3 separate regions of the Drosophila melanogaster genome follow, and regions 1 and 3 are each linked to region 2. Evidence: chromatin contacts called from public Hi-C and targeted proximity ligation data. All regions are on one chromosome and are shown on one strand. The core of a region is the stretch at or near the end of the contact, and the rest is flanking DNA. Distances in the headings are between cores, read along the strand shown.

What was found. Hi-C and Micro-C count contacts between places; a contact is called where the count stands out from the background.
Region 1: a Hi-C map of the Kc167 cell line shows a contact between it and region 2, with 4 times the contacts expected there. A contact is called at or near these places in 3 of 107 Hi-C or Micro-C datasets (the Kc167 cell line and embryo) and 2 of 7 datasets of targeted methods (both in the Kc167 cell line).
Region 3: a contact with region 2 is called in a targeted proximity ligation map of the Kc167 cell line, with 5 times the contacts expected there. A contact is called at or near these places in 2 of 107 Hi-C or Micro-C datasets (the Kc167 cell line and the S2 cell line) and 1 of 7 datasets of targeted methods (the Kc167 cell line).

The regions. Positions count from the first base shown.
Region 1 is chr3R:26,439,103-26,442,817 of dm6, reverse strand. It overlaps tx (taxi), which reads right to left and starts at 2,040. Exons shown (of 2, transcript NM_001300614.1): 1 at 1,082-2,040.
Region 2 is chr3R:26,228,500-26,231,894 of dm6, reverse strand. CG12290 reads right to left here and starts at 1,647. Exons shown (of 1, transcript NM_001300611.1): 1 at 1-1,647. The coding sequence starts at 1,190. It overlaps lncRNA:CR44320 (long non-coding RNA:CR44320), which reads right to left. Exons shown (of 3, transcript NR_125267.2): 3 at 1,627-2,238.
Region 3 is chr3R:26,459,526-26,462,810 of dm6, reverse strand. It overlaps CG5455, which reads right to left and starts at 1,284. Exons shown (of 7, transcript NM_143224.4): 1 at 1,165-1,284. It overlaps CG14238, which reads right to left. Exons shown (of 7, transcript NM_143223.2): 2 at 3,188-3,285; 3 at 2,973-3,124; 4 at 2,718-2,916; 5 at 2,597-2,665; 6 at 2,332-2,535; 7 at 1,830-2,271. The coding sequence ends at 2,064.

The DNA.
Region 1 (3,715 bases), core at 791-3,290, 210 kb before region 2:
CCTTCCACCACCGTGTGGATAAATACGAATACGTATGAGTTATATTTTGATAGCTTTCTGTGTGGTTTTGTATTACCCATCGGCTTTTGATTTGCTTGATTTTTTGACAGGTCTCTGGCATTTGCCTACGACTAACTTTTATTTTTCTTGATTTATTCCTGCTATTGTTATTGTTTAAGTCTCTTTGCAAGGAGGGGCGCTGGCTTTTCCCACATACGATCGAGATTTGGGTCAGGGGGACAGCAAACAATGAGGTAGGCAAGTATATATAGGGTAGCAATAGACTCATGTGTCCATAAACTAATTTAATTTTAGATGCACCTTTCCATGGCAGAAAAATCATTAAAATTTGACTCGATTAATGCGTGTATTTTTGGCGAATTTTTTTTTTGTAAATCATAAAATATTTATGACGAATAACATTTTTTAATCATGTATTGAGTCAGCCCATGAGATGCTAGTTTATTTTAGCTTTCGACAAAATGAATAATATATTAATATATTAAATAAATAAATGCCAAATTAAAATCGGCGATTGACTGGCTGCCAGAAACCAATTTTACTCGATTATTTGGGCAAACATAGTGCTTGTTGCCGAATGGTATGGCGAAAATGAAAGTAAATAAATAAATGCCGGCGTTGATTAGCACATCACAGATTTAAAGTGAGTGGCAGGTTAAGCGGGACTCTCATTGATGATGAGAATTCACAGCTTTTGTTTGCACATTAATTAAACTGTTCCCCCTACTTTGGTCGCAAACAAACGCAGCCAAGTTGCTGCTTCCCTTCGGTAACCTTTGAAAATCAGTTGACAACTGGCTGTCGTCGCCGTTTTCCCTGCTGAGCAGCTCGAAAACATTTTCCCCTGCACACATCTGGCTTTTCAACACCTTGGACAAATAAATGTTTCAGAAGTTTCTTAAAAGCCCGCCCTGCCCCATCTGCCAGCCACTAACGTGATTGGACAGAGGAATGCCTTTTGTCTATTTTTATTGGGGCGGCAACAAGAGATCGGGCAGATCTTCTATATCTTTTCTATATCTGAACGCTTATGTCTGATAAATGGCGGCGGTATATTTACCTTTTTGATTTCATAAATCCAACAATGTATGGCTGCGGGATTGGTCTTTCAGGATGATTTGAATTCAGTTGTGCACTCTGATTAAGATTTGTTGATGTTTTTATTTTAATTTTTGGTTCATTAAAGTTGCGCCAAAGTATGCAAATTGAAATTCCGACAACGCGCTGTCTAATTAGTCACCCAACTAATTTTGATATGCGATCTTTGTTTGAATTTTGTTTTGTTTGGACTTTTTTTTATTCTTTTCGGATTTAAAGTTATTAGCTCATGCATAAATTTGGCATGTTAACACAACAAAAAAGGTTTGTTTTCAGTTTTTATTTCCTCAAAAACTTCTGGAACTTGTTTTGGTTTGAATTAATATTGCGGTGGTTGTGGTTGTTGCGGTTGTGATTGCGCCGCTGGTTTAACTATTGATAATAACTTCGGTACGGTTTTCGCGCATTCTTGAGTTGTGTTTATCTTGGGCCTGCTGGAAAAGCCTCGAAGAATGGATTTTCCGTGAAAACGTGCAAGCCGCGTGTGTCAGTGCGGCGGTACTAATGTGTGCGGCGGTGTGCGTGAGGCCGGTTGCTAAAAATATCTATGAGTGCGCGTCGCTCGCGTTCTGTGTATCTGTATCTCGGAATCTGTATCTGTATCCAATATCCCGAGATGGCATACGAAAATACACGGAGAAAATGCTGCGCTGCGTCCGCCTGCTGCGCTTGTCGGCTGTGCACTGAATAGATATATCTCGCGGATCGCTGGGATGGTCTGACTTGGTTTGGCTTGGGATGCGGTGGCAGCTAAATCAGCTGACTACTGCCCCCAGTTGGCTTTGACTCCGTTAGCCAGGTTAGCGGCTCAGGTGGGCGGCGATGGCAGTGGAAGTCGGACTTTTGGCTCACTTGTCCGCTGCGCTGAGCGTGCGGCGCGCTATTGGAACGATCAATGAATGAAATGCCGCATTAAAAGGCAGCACAGTCTCGTTTTCTCAGCGACGACCAATAAACCGAGAAACCCACTGGCGCTCGCCAACGCCAACACAAAACAGCCCAGCGCACAACACAACACAACACAGCACAGCTCAGCACAAAGTCATTGAAGAGAAACCAGTTCTCTCTTTCCCCAAATATCCACATCCACCCGATGTGTGGGTGCTTTTTGCGTTGGCCGGATCGGATGGGATCGTATCGTATCGGATCGTATCGTATCGTACTGTATCGCATAGTACGGTCCCAGTTGGTCTTTGGCGCACTCTCTTGAGTGATTTCCGATTCGGATGGATTTTCGGTTTCGTTTCGAGTGTTTTGAGTGCTACCACGAGTACGCGTAGACGGCCCCCTGAGATTTCGTATGATCTAATATCGCCAGGCAGTTATTTATTTAAATTTATTGCTAATTTTATTTGCTGCTGCAGCAGCGCTTGACATTCATTTGTACAAGTCAGACATTGCTTGAGCTCACTTGAAAATAGTTAAAAATGTTTATTCGCCTTTGATTGAGATGGTATCAGCTACCAAAGCTTGACTTGTGTCGGATCTCCATTTTTAAGGTTGAACTTTGGTTGCCAGACCATAAATGATACTCATTCTTGGTATTTATTTGGATCAACTTGGATTTCGTGGCGAATTATGAGGCACGTCGAAGTAAAGTTCAAGGAAATCTCCTCATTTGTTTGTCATTTAAGTGTTTTAAGAATGGATGGTGGAATTTTGTTGTTTTAACTTTAATTCATGACAAGTATTTAAAGTATTTCCTGTAAGATAATATAAATATATATAATAACAATTCTTCGAAACGTGGTGTTCAGTAATTTTCAGCAATTTAAATTGTAATTAAAATATTTTTGATGGGTATCTGATAGCCGACGCTTTTGACTCCTGTCCATATATTTGGATTTTATAATTTATTCTAATTCGTTTCGATCAGTTTCAGTTCAGATGTATTGGGTGTGTGCACTTCTCAAGTTGTTTTCACATAGCGTCTAATTTCAAAGTGCTAAGCTGATTTCAAAGTCACAATTCAGTTGTTGGAACCCGATTTTTTTTTATTTTTCAACAAAGAATATTGTTTAGAGTCATGTTTGTATAGTTTGTTTTTGCTTGCATTTTGTTGCTTCGCAAATAATTATAATTAACTGAAACAGGCAAATAATTGCAAAATGGATTTGCTCCTGCAGGCAAAACAAGTTGTTTTCTCATTATTGTAGCTATGACGACATACCCGGCTTAAATCTCGAGTTTGCCCCGATATACTCATATACGAGCATTTGTGAATAAATGACTTCGGGCAATAGACCGATCGACTCTGTGACTGACTGGCGATTAATTTATCTTTGTGCTTCTGTCTTCTGTCTGAAGGCGAGTTCGTCATCGTTTGTCGTGTTTTGTTCTTGAGTAAATAAATCATGATGACAACAGTTAAATTTGATTATGATTCTTTTTTTTTTCATGCCCAGAAAGCATACATTTTTCATGGCACAAGGTCGTCACACATTTTAGGAGAGTGGAAAAGTAACGCATGCAACATTAATTTGATTTGCGTGCGAAGGGAGCTGAAAATCAAATTATATATGTACGAATATTTTTGATTAACTGAGCGTATTTAAAAATACATACAAAGTGGCCAAAATGTTGTGTTTCTTTGCTG
Region 2 (3,395 bases), core at 398-2,897:
CCGGCTCCACTTTCCGCATCTGAGCCACCATCATCCGAGATGGTGGGCAAAAGTACTTTCGCGGCCGAGTCCCGACGGAGACAACTGGGCGAACTCCTCGGCTGTTGGCGCTGATCAATTTGCATTTGCAGACCGCCCAAGCCCAAGCTGCTGTTGCCGCCATGCGAACTGGCCGAGGATATGGAATGCCGATGAACACACAAGCTATTGGAGAACTGGTTGGCTTGAGCCGCCTGCTGGCCAGCCGTCAGATTCAAGGCGCTCTGCAGCAGCGGCGAAGAGCCATTCTGGCGCATGCGCAGCCCATTTCCGCGCGCCTCACTGAATATCCTCCAGTACATTCCGCACACGAAGCCGAAGGGCAGGAGGATGATCACGATGAAGTAGACACTGGCGTACACCACTCCGAAAATACTATTGGTGCTGCTGATGTTGAAGTACGTGACTGCCAGGCGGCGTTGTCTGCTGAACAGGGCGTCCGCCTCAAAGTCCAAAACTCGGAAGGCGGAAAGGGCTCCAAAGAGTATGCCCACCACCCAGGTGAGTGCTATGAAGATCCAGGTTTTCACGCCCGAAATGCGACTGTGGTAGCGCAGGGGATCCGTAACGGCACACCAGGTGTCCCCCACCACGAGCAGTACTGCCAGAGCTCCCAGCGCAGCAGTCATGTCTATGGACCAACATCTCAGTTGGACGGGCGGCAAAATGGGAGCCTCCGTGGGTAAGCTCTCAAAGGCCGAGAGATTCTCTTCGTGTGTCTCGGTTTCCGTGATGACAAAGCCACCATCTCCGCGCTCATCGATGGTCAACTCGCGACAGTAGGTGGCATTGCACTTGAAGAAGGTCTCCACCGTATCGCCGTTTTCGCTGATGTTCCTTCGCACCACCACGCCGTCCTGTTCCACCAGCTGGCCATTGCGACGAAGTATCACCTGATGGTTTCCCGGCTTCGAGAAGAACTCCAGGGTCTCGGCGTTGGAAGTGGATGCCTCCGCAGACTTTCCCGGCAGTCCCAGGAACAAAGTGGGGGCCAAGATGCAGCAACCAATGAGATTGATGGCCAGCAGGTTGATCGTAAAGCGATTGGCGGTGGTCCTCAAGCCAGGCGTTATCCAAAAGGCACACAGCGCCAGCAGGTTGATCAGGAACGAGACGAGCAGCAGGGCCAGGATCAGGAGGTCTATGGCCATTCTTTATGCTGTTTTTCGATTACCACACATCACTTTACAGTTTCACAGTCACTTATGGCCTTTTATTGAATTTGGCTTTTCGGTTTTGTTTTGGCTCTGCTTATGACACAAATTTCACTCGGTAGTATATCCGCTGTCTCTCGTCTCTTCACATTTGCAGCCAAATATTTTTGGTTTTTTGTTGAATACCCTTTTTTTTGTGTTCAGTATTGTATGCGGTTTGTTTCTTGCGAACGCTTGCTAATTTACGTGCGAGATTTGTAAAAAACAATTTCTTTTTTGCTCTCAAGCAGTTGCTTTTCCACTTGTGTTTATTATGATTTTTCGTGTCTTGTCAATTGTCTTGCGACCGTCTGACTCTTGACTCAATTTTGTTCGCCGTGTATTTATCACGCGCACCGATCGGACGAGCACGATCTTCACTCCGAAGCGTTCCAAGCACAACTGTCGTGAGCGTTCGCCCCAACGCCTCCAAATATACGCGACTGCTCCACAGGCGGGTGCGAGCGAAACGGAGAAACGCCAGCGCGAGAACGGCGAGCGAAATGAGCGATCCGGAGAGCCACGAGTGCTCGAGTGTTGCTGCAGTTGCTGTTGTTGCTGCCACTGCCGTGATTTGCGATTCCCACGCTCCGACTTTGAAATTATGTTGCTGCAAGTGGCCGCTGCACTGTTGCCAGCCGGTCTTTATCACTAGTGGTTGTTGTTGCTGCTGCTGTTGTTGCTGCTGTTGTCCTAGTTCAGTGCGGCAGCAACACAAATTGTATAATCTGTTTCTTTTTTGCAATGCCAATTGCCGCCGCTTCACTTTTGCTCTGTATTACATCACTGGCTCAATGTTATAGCTGCTGCTGGTGCTACTGCTGCTCGTGCTTTTCCATTTTCCAAGACACATTTTCTTCTGGCTTCTGCACAATTTCCAATGTGCAACACAACGGCGTTCGCGCACTATTTTCTTAACCATAAAAATTGCATTTTTATTAGGCCGACTGCTGCTGTGAAATGAACAACAACAACAGCTGATGAAATTCCCACCGTCGGGCGCCAGCTGCAAGAAAAGAGCGAGAGAGAGAGGAAAAATCCAAATTAGAGCGAGACGACGCTTGGGGAGATATGTCCGTAAGATAAGGCACGGTTTTATTATTGCTGTTTTGATTGTGAAATTAAAAGCAAATAGAAATAAACGCTGGACCAAGATGATACAGCAGATTTAATCCCCGGCTACCAAAACCCGCTCGACAATGACTCAGAAAACATAACAACTCAATTTCGCAAACTAAAAAATCGGCACGCTCCCTGAATGAACATATACAAATTGGTTATCGCAAGTTTTGCGATAAGAAATAAATCCAGTTTTTTTTTTCCACTGGGGAACTGTCCAGAAGTTCGTCATGGGTACTTATAGTCAATTACCTTAAATCGCATTGGAACCACACCCACTCAGCCCTACACGCCCGCTTCACATGAAGGCTCTTGATTATAGTTAACTGTCTTTTTATAACTACGCATTATCCCATGAAGTCGGTACACAGATCGGACGACGATCAGGCGCTTACAACATGACCGGAGAATCGACTCTAATGAGCTCATCGCAAATTCTACTCGGTTCCCAGTAGTCATAAAAAGTTTGGGGCATCGAGCCAAAAGTCAATGCCACAAGGAAAGTTTTTGGTTTTTTTTTTTTTTTTTTGTTTGAGATATTTTCTTGGAAAATATGCAATAAAATATGCCATGTTGAATGTGTATTTTAAATTCCACTATTATTTATCTATATTTCCATGAAAGTTCTCAATAATATCGTAAGGCGTATAGCGCACGATGACTTTATTTTTAGCAGTGCATTTCATTACCGTTACAGTTCTATGGAACACACCAGCCGAATATTTTTTCTGTGAACACGCGACCGGAGACTGTGAAAAATCAACAGAAAAGCAATTTTCTTCTGGGCCATTTTTTTTTTTTGTGTCAGGTCTGAGCGGCGTTTGCATGCCCTACTTACGCCAGGAGATATATATTTATTAATAGCTGCGATGCCCGCAAACGAGTCGTGAAAATGCCAGAAGATGCGAAATGAATGATTGCCGATAAAGATGGCGCGTTTAATTGCTAATTTGCCCCAAGAATCGTCACGACAAGATTTATGTATTCAAATTATGCAATGTCTTAATTAAAATATATTTATGGGTCTTTGTCTTCGCAAAGATC
Region 3 (3,285 bases), core at 35-2,534, 230 kb before region 2:
TTTTTATTATGCTTTATAGATTTTTGGATCATATACTCCCTAATAAAACGTGGGTTCAAAAGATTCATTTTAGCTAACCTGTCTGTACATAGCTAAATCGTTAAATAAACAAATTGTTTAAAAGGAAAAAACCCGCGTATGCAAATGAGTTCGAGTTTTCCTTGTTTTTCTCTCTGTAAGAGAGCTTCTCGCTTCGCTGCTTTTCCCGCGGTTGCTCACACTCGGTCTCTCAGTGGAAAACCGGCAAATGAGAGCAGAGAGCCCCATCATTGTCTCAAAGACTCCCCCAAAGAGCGGGATTATTCTCGGACAAAAGCTGCTGAGGCCCGCTGTGGTTTTGTATTTCTTCATACATACATAGACGACTAAGGTGTCTTAAACGCAAAACAACAACGACCGAAAACAAAACAACACGTGTGGGGGGCGGGGGGTGGTGCCCAAGGGGGGCTAGGCGTGCTGAGGGGGCGTGGGAGTTGTAACTTTAAGCCGCGGAAGCCTTAACCTTCACTACGCGTGCCCAGATAAAAATGCGCTTGAAGAGGTAATGAAACGAAAATGAAAACGAAAACGAAAAGAATCGGAAAAGGAGCCATAATTTGTGAACTTTAAGGCCGCGAACGTGTTTCGAGTTCCAGATTATCCAGTGCACTCCCTTGTATGTATATATACATACATATATATATTTGTCTATATATACCATATATAATTTGTGTGTGGGGTGAGCCAATTTGTCGGGGCAATTCGCACTGTAACTGTGATGAGTCCATTTGCCAAAGGTTTGTCAAGTATTAATTGAATTATTCACAGAGCAAAAAAAAAAGACAGAAAATTCACACCTGCGCCACATTATAGCCATTTAAATTTTAATCGGCTTGACAACTGTTTTTTGTTTGTCCGGTTAATAGTTAATAAAGTCTGCCAAAGGGAACCTTTGTTGTTGTTTTTTTTTTTTTGAGGGGTATATGGTATATGCTATGTAGCTGCCGTGATTTATTGATGGGCACTGAGAGACGGCACTTGCAGATATATTCAAGAGTTCTTTTCGAAGAACATTTCTTAATAGGCATTTATCGTGCGTCTATATATCAAGTATATATGCGATGGATCCGACAAAGCACGCTCACTCGCACACACACTCATTCGCATACACACTCTTGAACTTACACACTCGACAACAACAAAGCTTCTGGCGTTACGCGAGGTTTTTTCGAAAAGCGTTGCGAATCCGAGAGGAGCGAAGCGAAAATCGCGTCCGCAGCGTTTGGACGCTCGGCAGCAACTATTGTGCTATTACAAAAATACACGCTCTCGAGAAATCTCCAACTAGAGCCCTCCCACCCCCCAAACCCCACACACACATACACACACTCACGGCAAATATCACAGCTAACTGTGTGTCAACAAAAGTTTAGCAGCAGTTCGCGTTGCTAAGCTTTTCATGCGGCAAAGAGAAAGCATTAAGAGAATTTCCCCACGTTGAAAATTTAATCAAGAGAGCTCCATTTTAATGCCAACGGAGCTGCCAACTTATCGCTGTGGAGCCCGCGTATTTATTATCCATTCAAATATGCCATAGTGTAGCTTATACAAATATATCAAAATATATCGAGCACTAATCAAGAAAATAGCAAATGCTAGCTTATTTGGAAGCCTACAAACAGCCTTAAAATATTTTCGTGCAGATGTCATGTTAATTAATATAAAATATTCAAAGGAGCACAGAGTTTCAGCACTATTAAATTATACATCAAATTTGTAATAAAAATGTTGTGCAAAATGCAGAAGAGATAATGCAGAAATGCGAAGAGATAAATGTTTCAAAAGTATTTAAAACTCACTGCAGTTTCTTTTGTATCTCACAACATTTTAATGTAAAAGCGTAAGCATGTGGTATTTTCATGATTAACGCTCGGTGTGTTTGCAATCAAATTATAGACCTGCCCCTTGGGGTCTTACAAATCTGAGCTCCCGGAGCAGCGGCGCAGCCACTTGAATGCTGGCAAGTGACTGCCAAAAAAATCGATTCCCTAACGTCTGGCGTTAGTGCCAAAAAAGTGCCTCATTCACGACGAGTCCGAGCTGGAGGACGAGGAGCTGGAGGAGCTGCTGTCCCCGGAACTGGTGTCGCTACTACTTCCGCGGTGCTTCCTGCGCCTGGCCTTCTTCTCGTCGATGACCTCGTAGCTGGGCAGAGTGGAGTTGCTGGAATCGGAGCTGCTGCTGCTCGAGCTGCTCGACTCCTCCACGACTGCCTCAATTTTGCGGGATTTTCTGCGGGAAATCGGATCATAAGTCAAAGGATAACCAGCCAAGTCCCGAGATATTACCTACTTCTTATCGTTTTTATCCGCGTTCTTGCGCTTCTGCTTTTTGGCCAAGTCGCAGTCACTGGGTGAACTGCTGCAGGTGCGCTTGGACTTCTTGCCCTTCTTGTCCTTGCGGCGAGTGTCCTTGTCCGTGCCACTCGCCTTCGTGGAGTACAGATTCTGCGAGCTGGCCGTGGAGTAGCCAGTATCCTTGCGTTTGCGCTTCTTCCTGGAATCAGTGGGTTAATCTAAATTCTCTTTTTAATGTCACAGTTGAGCTCAAGACCCACTTGTCCTTCTTGTCCTTCTTCTTTTTACTGTATACCGCCTCCTGCTCCGCATAGTCCTTGTCCTTGGCCCTATAAATAGTTGATGCAGTTCATTAAGGATCTAAATTACATCCACACCTACCTTTTGATCTTCTTTTTGACATCACCACCCCTTTCGTTGGATATCATGTAAATGCTGTTCTGATCAGCATCCTGCACTTTTCGACGAGATTGAAACTGACGTGACTTGGCCATTCGACTTTCACGCCGATTTTTCCAGAACTCGGCGTTGACCACATATAGCCGATAAAGCTGCAGGATGATCACCAACGAGTTTTTGCCTAATAACATATATGTAAGTAATAAAATTACGCATAAAAATATTTATAATACGTACATGTAAAGAAGACGTTCATGTAGTTAATGATTTTGTACTGGAAGATAATCAGCAGGCGAAAGGTGAGGAAGGGCGCATCCTGCAGGATCACATTGAGTACGATGCCCCAAACATCAATGCCACAGCAACAGTTCTGGCAACAGTCTGTATGTCTGCAGAATAAAGATTCCCATGATCATTTACATTTTAATAATAAAATGATTAAATATACGCACTCCTCCTTGTGATGCGATCCACTGCCTCGTGGTCGTCGTCCTCGAGTGGCGGACAGCACGATGGTGAACTGCATGAGGCTCCAGGACCATATGCCCAG